Linked DNA regions of Mus musculus: region 2 is linked to region 1. Evidence: chromatin contacts called from public promoter capture Hi-C data. All regions are on one chromosome and are shown on one strand. The core of a region is the stretch at or near the end of the contact, and the rest is flanking DNA. Distances in the headings are between cores, read along the strand shown.

Evidence for each region. Promoter capture Hi-C pulls out the DNA fragments that hold promoters and counts their contacts.
Region 2: a promoter capture Hi-C map of liver shows a contact between it and region 1, with 6 times the contacts expected there. The contact joins the promoter of Tcp11 here to the promoter of Neurl1b in region 1. A contact is called at or near these places in 1 of 39 promoter capture datasets (liver), 1 of 115 datasets of contacts at active chromatin or transcription factors (pancreatic cancer cells) and 1 of 9 other capture datasets (liver).

The regions. Positions count from the first base shown.
Region 1 is chr17:26,412,536-26,418,923 of GRCm38.p6, forward strand. It overlaps Neurl1b (neuralized E3 ubiquitin protein ligase 1B), which reads left to right and starts at 2,324. Exons shown (of 5, transcript NM_001081656.3): 1 at 2,324-2,460. The coding sequence starts at 2,430.
Region 2 is chr17:28,078,776-28,084,493 of GRCm38.p6, forward strand. Tcp11 (t-complex protein 11) reads right to left here and starts at 1,864. Exons shown (of 10, transcript NM_001085555.1): 1 at 1,800-1,864; 2 at 1,384-1,530. The coding sequence starts at 1,504.

The DNA of each region.
Region 1 (6,388 bases), core at 1,074-3,573:
CAATTCAGCCTGGACTGGACTGGCCACAGCCTCCATTTGTTTTAATGCACTGTTTATTCTGTTTGCTTATTTTGCCCACACCTGTCACTCAAGACGAGTAGGCGGGACTACCGTCACAACAGCTCATTCCTTTCCAATTCTTCCCTTCCTCCTCTTTCTTTCCCTTTTGCCTCCCTCCTTCTTTTCTGTCTTCTGCCCATCAGAGCCAGGCTTCTCTGCAGATGTTTTATTCAGTATGCACTGAGTGGGCCAGCACTATGTGGGGAGGCAGGGCTGAGTGAGCCCCCTTAGAGTGGAAAGGACAGGAAGGCAGCAGCTGCAGCAAGGGTGTAGCTGAAGGACAGGACAAGATGCCGGGGGACCTCAGTGATGGAGCAATTACCATACATACTCAAATAAGAGACAGTCTAGAATCTACCTGGACTGTAGATAGAAGGACAACCTCCGTCCTTCCCAAGAGCCCATGCGTGTCAAGCTAGAGTCCAAAAAAAGACAAGAGGGGAAGAGAGAGAGGCAGGCAGATGCTCATTTATAAGGTTAATTTATTATCTTACAGGCGCAGGCTTATCACCTCCACCACAATGAATTATCACTGTCACACAGGGTGATATCAGCTCCATTTAAAGCAATGTTGAAGATAACATTGCTTTAAGCTCATGTTATTTAACACACTAATTTAGAGCTCTGGACCTTCAAGAAGTTCCCTGGTCCTGATTTTTTTTTTTTTCCTGTGTGGTCTGCTGTTGTTGCCACTGACGTGGAAGACATAGCATTTCCCCACAGCACATCCACATGGGGACCGAGAGGCTCAACCTCAGCCTTTCAAATCTACATGTCCTCCCCACCCCGAGACACACACCAGAACAGTTGGGGTGCGGTGGGTTCAGTGGCTGCAGCGAACATCTGGGGAGGTGACTGAAACACAGCCACTTGCTGGAGTGCTCTGAAAGTGGCTTTTTAACAGCAGCTTCCCCACCCTGCCGCCACAAAGTCCTGTTGCCCTGAGCCATTTTATCTAAGTGAAATTCCTCAACTCCTTTTATAGCAATGGCGACCTCTCTAAGGACCCCAGGGTCATACAGAGTGAAGGCCTACCCAGCTAAAGTACCTTTGCCCACCAGAGTTTGGGGTGAAATTTTAAATAACTGAGAGCACTTGTAATTGAGAATTAGAAACTCAGTACAGAATAGGTCTGGCCATGGCTTCCTGGGGAACAACAGAGGAGAGTCTGAGGACAACGAGAAACCAAGGCAGGAGGCGGTCCTCTGAGCACCTCTTTTTACTCCGTTTCAGAGGGAGCTTGCCCTCAGCCACTGGGAGATAGGTTTGGACATCTCGTCTACCCACTGACCCTCGGTTTACCCTGTCTGTGCTGTGGAGGTAATAACCCTGCTTCCTAAACTGACGAGAGTACTGAGTATGGGAGTCTGAAAGTAATGGTTAGGGACTGGGTCTCCTCACAGAGTCATTACACCTCCCCCACCTTGGTGTGTTAGTCTGTGAATTGGACTAGGGGTGGCATGGGCTAGCTGGCCTTTTATAGAAGAGTAGCCAAGGCTGGAAGGTTCTGAGAAAAGATTTATGCGGTGGGAGTGGATGCACCTCCCCCTCTCAGCCCCCTCCCCCCCCCCAACGCCGCCGCCTCGTACCTCCTGGCAACACTACCCACCTCACATGCCACCTCGTTCTCTCAAAAACCCTCAGCCGGCCCTATCTGACACTTCAATGTTATTGTTGGTTTTGACCACTATGTGATCTTGATTGCTAATTTTCTCTTCCTTGAGAGCAGGGACTGCGTCTGGGGCTCAGCAGAGGGCCTGGTACATAGGGTGTGGGCAGTACTTTAATGAAGAAGGCACAGTGAGCTCAAGTCTGGGTCCCGCCCCCCCCCCTAAACAACCACTACATACTGAAGTCTCTCCTCCTAGGTATGCGGCCTAGGGGATGGAGAAGTTCCCCATCCCTACCCCCCACCCCCATCTCACCCTGGATGGACTGTCATGGAGCCCTTGACACTGTCTGGCGTGACCTGCATGTGTGCGCGTCGTCCCTGAGTCGAGGCACCACCCAAAGTGGCCGAATGCCTGGACAAGGACTCGGCACCCGGCGACCCATCCCGATTGGCAAAAAGAGCAAGGTCGGTGCGCGCGGGAACGACGAGGGCAGGAGGCCAGCCCCGCCTCTCCAGCGCGCTACCGGTGCAAACTTTCAAAAGACGCGGCGGCGGCCCCAGCCCCGCCCAAGCACGGTTGGTGGCGGGCGCGGGGGCGGGGCGGGCGCGCCCGGGCCGGTGGCTCCGCCTCCTCCCGCCGCCGCCCGCGCCGCCCATCTGCCGCCCGCCGGTCGCCGGTGCAGCGGCAATGCCCCGCAGCCCGGCCGCGGCCCCCGGCCCGCCCAGCTAGCCCCGCGCCGCGAGTCTCGGAGTAGCGATGGGCAACACGGTGCACCGGACCCTGCCAGGTACGCCCGGAGCCGCGCCCCGAAGTGGCGCGGAGCGCCTGGTCCTCCCCGGGTCGTCGCAGCCGCGGAGCCCGGGTGCAAGCCAGAGCCTGGTTGCCGGAGCCCGAGCCCCGGAGCCGCACCCCTGCAGGGATGTGCGGACCCCTCCTGGTTTTCCTGGCCTTGGCCGTGCGCCCCACGCCTTTGTTCCAGCCGGAGGTCGCTAATGAGCGAGCCGGAGGGAGGTATCGGGGCTTCCCCCGGCCGGAACCCTTCAGGGGGGTTGCAGGGCGCGGGTGTCCCGGGTCTCCGCGTACAGTCCACAGGCGCCCCCGGCACACGTGCTAGTTCTTGGCGGCGTTCCCACGCGCGCCCGGCTGCGCCCCGTTCGGGTGTCCGTTCTGTTGGGGGCCCTCCCAGCCCCATCTGAGCCATTGCTGTGGGGCGCATCGCCCCCTAGTTAAAAGCGCCCTAGAATTTCCTAGACCCGAGAAAGGCGGTGGGCGAGGGGCGTGGGGCGGGCGTGCGGAGGCCGGGGGACGCCACGCCTCGCTGAAAATACCTAGTGATGGTGGAACATGTCAGCGCGCCGAGGCTGTCACTGCCTGTCTGCAAAGAATCGTCCTCCTAAGAAAAGACACCCCGATTTTACACAAGAAGTTTAACCTCAGTACAGGAGAAATGACCCGGTGACAGGCAGTGGTGGGAGACTGCATGGGCCCTGTCAGCCTGTCTGCCCCGCCCCTCACCCCCACTGTGTCCCAAGTCTTCAGAAGTGTTTGGGCATAAAACTGGGCATTCGGCATTCGCAGCATCCTTAAGCAGAGGCTCTCTCTCTCTCTCTCTCTCTCTCTCTCTCTCTCTCTCTCTCTCTCTCTCTCTGTGTGTGTGTGTGTGTGTGTGTGTGTGTGTGTTGGGGGAGGGTAGTTCAGAGAAGAAGCAAGTTGGCTGTAGGTCAGATTTAGCACAGCCCAGCTGACACCCCATCTCTGTTCTGACACCCCCACAGCCCTTCCTCCGGCAGTTATCCTAATAGAGTTGTCTCTTCCCCTGGAAGGGATTGGACCAACCTGAGACCTAAGGACCACTGGGGAGACAGACAGCCCCTTCTACTAACAAGCCCCTGGGTGGCTTTTACTGGATCATTCCTAAGGTCAGCCAGGTGGAGTCACAGGCTGGTCAGCTTCAGAGGTGGCTTTGGAACCTGGGTCTGTACTAGACAGAGTGATAACCGCTTCTTGCTAGGCTGAAGAGACCCAGCCACCGATCTGGAGGGACCTGAGGTCACATCAGAGATGGCAGTCACAGAAGCCCATGACGGAGACACAGTACATACTCAACTAGAATTCCTGTGCTATTCTGGTTGGTTTTTTAAAAAGCCATTCTGCCACCTGTGGGTCACACTTGGAGCAAGGCAAGGGACAGGCTGTCTCACCAGGTGCTCACACATTGCTGGGGTGCCCATTCCCCTGGAGTCTGATGCTGTGGGTGGAGCACTCTAGGCTGGGGGCTCAGAGTCAAGGCAGGTCACCTCATGCTGTGTGGGAACCTCCTACCCTCAGTGAGGAGGCACATCAGATAACAGGTGCCCAAAATGTAAAGACTTATATATTGTTTTTAGATCCACCTGCCATTGGCTTCTGGCATCTTTACATCCTCTCACACCTGGACTGTTCTTTCTTGTCTCACCACCAGGTTCTCTGGTCACCTTTTCCAGGGACCTTACACTCTCTGCCCTAATGGGGACACCTTCATAAGGCTTCGTGTTTGTATGACTGTGCTGCACCATCACTGTGTCTTCTTGTGACTCTCTAGGGGTTCTGTGAGGACAGACTCCATGCCTTGATTGTCTCATTCCCTGGTTTGCCCGGCCCAGAACCTAGTGCCTAGTGCAGCCTCAGAACCGTGTGGTGGAGCGCACATGGAGCCTGCATATTTGGCTGAAGGAGTACTTGGCACAGGCTGGCCCTGAGGAAGCCTGTGCTCTCCTTCTCAGGGAAGGAACATGTGTGTGGGGTGGAGTTCATTCCACAGGACTGGAAATCGAGGGCTGGCGTTTGCTGAGCACCTGGGTTCTTCACCAGGCTCCCAGCATCTGTGACTGCAGGCATGAGCTAAGCACGCCTCTGAAGGCTGCTACACTCTGATCACACTCTGAGCAGGCTGCCTGCAAGTTTCACGCTGACCTCCGAGCAGCTGCCCCTTCTCTTCCTTCCCTTCCCTCAGGCCCCTGCTATAGACTGAGTCTTGACATTGTGATTCCCTCCCAGGCCCCTTTCTTTGCTTTATGGTTCTCCTGAGCATAGTCACTGTGTGACACATGTATGATCACTGTTGTGTGTTGAGTAGGGGCTAGGACACAGTCGATGTTTGGATGCTTGGGGAATGAATGAATGAATGAGTTTAGTCCTCCCAGCAACCCCTTCCAGCAGAGTCATTACTCCCATTTGATGGATGGAAAACAAAAACAAGAACCAAAAAACCAAGGCTCTCGGAGGTCAAATGGCTTGTTCTTGCCTACAGAGCTCCTCTAGTTGGCAGTGCCAGAATTGAGATCTGGGTCTATTTAGCTCCAAAGTTCTCTGTTGTTGGTTTTTTTTTCCTCCTGACAGGCGATATCCTCTCAATCGAGGCTCAGATAACACTTATTAAGTGCCACCATGGTTTAGATAATGTTTATTGGGCATTCCACCATGCACATGGTGTGTGTGCTACATGGCACAATAAGGAAATGCCAAAGAAAGGGAAGTGCCCTTTGGTTGGTGTTCATAACCTTGGCAGCTCTCTCAAACTGCACCAACATATTCTGATGTATACCCTTGACCCAGGAGAGAGCAAGGGTCAGCGGGAGATATTGCATCTGTTGAGCTCCTACTGTATGTGTCAGCCTCCCTTCCCAGGTGCAGTTCAACCCTGCAACGTAAGGTATAGTGCCCTCCAGTTTAGAGGCGGGCCACACAGGGAGACCAGGTAAGGCCAGCCCACACAGGCTCCATCCAAGCTGGGACTTAGCTGACAGAGATCCATCAGGTTCCTAATGCCCCGCGTTCTCGCCCTGGGCTTCCCCTGAACTTTATAAGGAGAAAATAAATGGGTAGAAATTGGGGGGGGAGTACCATCCCAGGTTGGGGTGGGTACCAACCAGCACATTCTAGCCCCTTCCCTGTGCACCTCTGGGGTTCACCTGTAGCACTGTTTGGAGGAGATGCTAAGTTCAAACTGTAGACTTGGTTTAATCATTAAGTTGTCAAGTGCTTGGCCAAGCCTGCTCCATAGCCTGTTACTTGTCTGGGAGTTTTGGTTGAGAAGCTATGCCCAGACTGCACTGGGCTGCCATGGCAGGCTGGGGTGTTCAAAGGGGCTCTCTTTGATTTCACAGATAAAAGATGAAGGCTCAGAAATGTCAAGGGCAGAAGCATTATACATAGGGGGAAGAGAGACAGTCAGAGACAGATATAAAGACGACAGACACAGAGAGACAGAGACAGAGAGAGGATTCCTAACCTACTACATAGCTTGCTAAGTCTAGATGGGGTGTACTCACCCCTTCTTTGAATGATCCTTCCCACAGAGCCCCTCTCCCCATCAGCCTCAAACAAGGCCCTCCTAGACAAAGCAAACCTGGGCAGAGCCCTACAGCTGCTTGGCCACTTTGCGGCACAGCATCCTGTCTGACTGCTGAGATGGTGCTCTCAGAGCAAGTAGCTGCTGGTGTTTCTGAGCCATGTCTTTCTCAGCCCCTGGGAAGATAGCGGTCTTGGTTATTCTGCCATAGCCAGCAAAAGGTCAACAAGTGACAGTTGCTTTTCTCTGCACCCTCTTCTCTCAGATGCAGTGTGGAGCTGAGTTGAGCTTCCTTTGTCCTCTTGGCCATGTATACCCCTCTTTTCCCCCAGGTCATTGACATTTTCTTTTCTATCTGAGCTGAGCCTCTCAAGGCCACAGAAGT
Region 2 (5,718 bases), core at 614-3,113, 1.7 Mb after region 1:
CAAAAGAAAATAACTGTAGAGATCCCATAGGACAGCACTGTCTTTCTCAGAAGGAAACATGACAGAAGTATTTAGAGTCATGCCTGTATCCTCAGACAGTAAGGAAAAAGGAAAAAAACACACACACACAGAGAAAATTAAAAATGGAGGAAGTCTCTGGGTTTTACGTTTCAACAAATTGAAAATATTTCATGGTGAGAAAATTGACTGGACTTTGATAGAAAATCTAGAGTCCTTGGCTGGGTTATAAAAGCATAAACTACAGGCTGGACAGATGGCCAAGTGGTTAAGCCACTTGCTGCCCTTTCCTAAGAGCTGGGTTACCCTTGGCTCACAAGCATCTGTAACTCCAGTTTCAGGGCGCCCGACATCTCTTCTGGCCCTGAACACACACGGTGCACAGACATACCTGTAGACAAAACACCCACTCACACAAAGAAAAATAAACCTTTTTATAAAAACAAAGGTGACCGGACCCTGCTCTTCCCAGCATCTGTGCAGTCCTTCATTATCCCAGCCGAAATGGCTGGCATGACACAATCAGATCCGTAAACAAATCCGAGGTGAAAGGAAACCTTCAAAGCTACAGCCACTCCTCAAGAAACTCTCCAACTGCAAGAAGCAGCCAGTTCCGCCCAGAGCACTCCGGAACAAGGAGGGCTTAAAGAGTAGAGATTTAAGTGTGGCTACAATTCTTAAAAATTCAGATTGCCCCCCTAAAAAAAGAAAACTGCAACACAACAAAGCCAACGTGTTATACACAGTTCCAAATTTTTACAAAAGGAATTTGATTGTATACTCAGGAGTCACTGTACCTATGGATGCAACAGCCATTGTAAGAACTGTTTCCAAACCAGCAGCACCAGCACGCCCTGACCTTGAACCCCACAGGCCAGGTTCCTATTTGGATACACAACCCCAGCCCGAACCCAACCCACCCCACCCCACCCCTCCGGGTACACCTGGATCTTGTCTCAAGTCACAGCGTTAAGCAGCAGCGACCCCGCGTGGCCACAGAGGAGAGACTAACTGTCCAGCGTCACAGGAAATCCATGGCAACGCTTGTGCGGGAGCATTTGAAACGAGGGGGAGGGAGGTCCGGACCTGCAGTCCCCGCACTTGGGGGACCCTGCCTCAAGCAGATACCTAGCCTGTGCGAGCTCGGGGTCCCGCCGAGGTGGCCCTTTCCCGGGGATGGCGGAAGCGGTGCCCCACGCGTGACCGAGGGGAGCTTCGCTCGGGCGGAGGGCTGGGGACACCGGGAGGTCGGGCCAGTCCGCAGTCCTCCGTGGCCCACGGGACCTCGTGGCGCCGTCTTTACCCCGCGCCCCTGCGCGGACCCTGGGGTGAGGGCGGCCGTGCTCGGGCGACGGTTGAACCTACACGATCGGTGCCCCTGGGCGCTGCTCGCGCTCTCCCGGGTGTTTCCCCCGCGGGATTCACGGGAGGCGCTCTCTGCCGCGCCGGGCTCCTTCCGGGCCGCCCTCTCTTTCACGTCTGGCATCCTGGTGATGGTGGTGGTGGTGGTATCTGTGTGGTGACAAATGTTGGGGGCTCGTCAGGGCCAGGGGGGACCAGAGCTGGCGCAGGAAGAAACTGAGGCCGCAGCCCCGACGGACGCCCCTCCCCTTACCCCTCTCCATCCCTCACCACCCCTTGTCTCTCCCTCTCAGTATGCCTCTTCCCCTCACCTCCTCTTCCCCTCTCCCTTCCCCTCTTTCATCCCTTCCCCTCCGTGGCTCACCTCCGCCCTCCCCCTCCACTTTCTCCCTCCCCTTCCCTCTCTCCACTCAGCTCACTTCCTTCTCTGCCGGCCCGCCCGCTCTGGCTGGCTGGGCGGCACGGGGTGCGGGTGGGCTAAACCACTTGGGGGGATGAGGCAGGGGCGGCGTGGCTGGGTGGAGCCACTGAGCCCCACGTCGATGCTGTCACACACTCCACATCCCCACCCTGCGAACTGAGCAGGAGTGGGAACGCCCGGTGTTGCCAAACAAACAGCTTAGGTGTCCTGGCAACGAGGCGCGAGGCGCGTGGCAGCCCTCCCCACCAGCATCGCGACCCGCCACCGACCATCTGCCGCCACCTTGGGTGAGACCGAGACTGGGGCAGGACGGTCATCCCTATTGATTCCAAGTGTCAGGATCTGGGGCTTAGGGGTAGCCTGCAGAGCATGCACAGGGGTGCTAGCCTCGAACTGCTGACCCTACAGCCTCTGCCTGAGTGCTGGGGTCACCCGTGTGAGCCACCACCAAGGGTTCATGTAGTGCTGGGCATGGAAGGGACCTCATAGGCTGAGCTCCATTTCCAGATTCTTAAAAAAAATGGAGGGTGAGGCCTGGAGAGATGGCTCAGCTGTTAGGACCACTGGCTTTCTTCCAGAGGACCAGGGTTCGATTCCCAGCACCAACATGATGGATCTCGGCCATCTGCCACTCCAGTTCCTCGGGATCATACTTCCTATATTTACATATATTTACATACACGCAGGCAAAATACCCATACATATAAAATTGTCTTGTTTTACATATAACATTCTCTTGTGTTTTTTGCTTTTTTCCCAAGACAAAGAAAGTTTCTCTATGCTGCCCCAGCAGTCAGGGAACTCTTCTGTAGACCAGGCTGGCCTCAAACTCAGATCTTCCTGCCTCTGCAGGGATTAAAGTCTTTTAAATACCCACGCCTTGGGTTTGGGGAGAGAACATGGAGAGGGTGTTTTTCCCTCATATTCTTTCTGGCCTCTTAATTACTCTGACTTGAAGTCATCATAAAACCTATGCAAATGCATCCCATCCATGCAGTACCCCAGGCGTTCAGAAGAGGGCGTGCGATCCCCCGGAAATGGCTGTACCGCCTGATGCCGCTGCTTTGCTTGCCAATCCCTGACTTTGGAAAACCTGAAAGTAACGGTGCAGGCCTGTCACCCTAGCTACTGGGGAGACTGAGGCAAGAGGACAGACTGGCCAAGGCCTGCTTGGACTACACAGTTCCAGGACAGACGAAGCAACTAAAGTTTAAAGACAAAACAAAGCCAGATAATGGGTGCAACTTAGTAACAAAATGCCGGCCATGTTTGAGGGCCCAGGTTCAGTTCCAATACTGCAAGGTAGGATTTACTGAAAAGAATTTAAGGTTGTAGCTTGGTTGGTATCCCTGGGTTCAATTCTCACCGACCACCTAAACTATCTCCAGCACATACTAAGCTTCCTTCCTCCCTCCCCATTGTGCTTCTTGGAATTTCGGGGTGTGCTTCTTGGAATTTCCCTCCAGGTGGTCAACGGGGACGTGAACAGAAGCTACGCAGTGATGTCACAGCTTCCTGTCACATGAAAACTCGGAGTCTGGAAAGATGGCACCCAAGTGGCGGCCTAGAAATACCTGGTGCCCTCTTGTGGGGCCCCTAAGGGTGTGTGTGTGTGTGTGTGTGTGTGTGTGTGTGTGTGTATGTACACACACATACACATACATGCAGGGAAAACATTTTTTTTTATGACATGTTTTCTCTGTGTAGCCCCAGCTATCCTGGAACTCCCTCTGTAGACCAGGCTGGCCTCAAACTCCCAGAGATCTGCCTGCCTCTGCCTCCATGCGTACTGGGATTAAAAGCTTTCGCCACCACTGCCTGGCCTATTTGGGACTATTAATGTCAAGGAGAGAAAAAAAATTGAGCTTGTTTTTAAATAGTAGCCCTCCCGATAAAAGAATCAGTGCTATAGAGCTCTTCCCAGATGTCTGAATTCCCCTAGGAATCTATCTGTACTCGTAAAATAGCCGCTCTCTATATAACATCTGTGGGTCAGCCAAATGCACTAATGGGCCAAGGATCCAGCTTCCAATCCTGACCTCCTGAGTTCAATCCCCAAGACTCCCATAATTCCAGGAGAGACCTGCCACACACGAGCTGGCCTCAGGCTCCACACCTGTGCCACACCATGTACACACACACACACACACACACACACACGTGCGCGCGCACACGCACGCACACACATACACACAGTGTAATTAAAACTTTTAAAATCTGACTTCTCTTGGAGGGTTGTAGGGAGATAATCAGAGCAGGCATCTATGGTGGGGGTGGGGCTGAAGCAAGAAGAGGGGAGCGTGGAGGTGGCCGAGGAGGGAACCGAGGAAGGCTAAGGGAAGCGTTTTCCCAGAGCCAGGCAAGGTGCAGACGTCCAGGATCCTTATCATTAACACTTATCAGAAGCAGCCAAGCAAAAGTTATCGTCAAGAGCCTAGAAGGACGAGAGGAGATATGGCCTCCTTCCTCAGGGAGGGGGATGGGGGGGTGTCTTAGTTAATCACTGACTTCCTGCTTAATGATTTACTGGGCGCTTTTACATTCCAAACACGTACAATAGCCCCCAAATCCCACCCATGCAAACAGGCAAAAGCGGGTGTCACATTGGACTGTCCCCACGTATGAGGCCTGATGAGAGCCATTTCGAGGCGTAACCAAGAGGAATGGGCAAGAGGTTGACCAGATCACAGGCTACTTCTGAAGTCACACTGAGTGCTCTGCTCTGGCTGAGATGCTGTCCACGTGCAAGGAGATGTAGCACGTAGGGTCCTGGTGAACTCCACGGGGGGGCGGGGGCAGGTCAGAGAAAGGTTGGGGGTCCCAAGCACATAGGATTTCCTATAAGGCCGTTTGTCTGTGACTGAGTCTCGCTCCGCTCTGTAGCCCAGCTGGCCTCCTACTCAATATGTGGCCCAGGCTTCCCTCGAGTGTGTGATGCTCCTACACCTGCCTCCCAAGTGCTAGCTTCCAGGCAGTAACACCACAGCAGCCTCTCACATCTATTCCAACCCTTAATTCCCACTCCCTTTAATTACTTGAGAATTATCACCCTGGAAGGAAGGGCTGCCTGTCTAGGCTATCTAATGCCTCTGTCCTCCTGGGTCCCCACAGCCCAGATTGAGAAGCAGGTGTGTATATTTCCGTCCAGCCCCAGCCTGATGTTTCACACCTGTAATCCCAGCACTTGGGAAGTAGAAGCAGGAGGTCCAAAATTTTCAAGGTCATCCTTGGCTATGTAGAGAGTTTGAGGCCAACCTGAGCCACATGTGAACCTGTCAAAGAAAGAGAAAGGAGAGAGAGAGGAAGAGAGGTGTGTTGGGGGTGGGGAGGAGGGTGAGGGAGAGAGAAAGTACTGAAGAAAAGAAATGCCAGGCCCCTGCCCCTACAATCCCCGCCCCCATGCCTCCGCCATTCCCCGACTGGGTGAGTGAGACTGAATAGATATTCTCATTGGGTAAATACGGTTCTGTGTACCCCTACCCTAGGAAGCAAATTATACTGAGAGTCGGTCTAATCCCCAAAGATATTCTGAAAAAAAAACCAAAAGACAAAAAACAGTGGCCTGCTGGTTCCACGTGGCTATGAGGGAACTCAAATTTTAAAAGAAATCCTGGGTGCGGATGGGGAAGTAAAAAACAAAACAAAACAAAAAAAGCCCAAAAACCAAACCAAACCAAACCAAACAAAACCCCTAATATTACTAAAGCCGTTCTGAGCTCAGGATGATAAAAGAAAGACTGGTCCAAGGTCACCACCAGTTTATGGAAAAAATTTCGAGACGAATCCACACAGCTCAGTGTGTTTACTGTGCGATGTATAGAACTTTGGAAGAGTTAATGCCAACACTGTAAATAAATATTTACATCTTCTGAAGGAAAACCGCGTAAATGATAGGTCACGGACGGAAACAGTGAGGG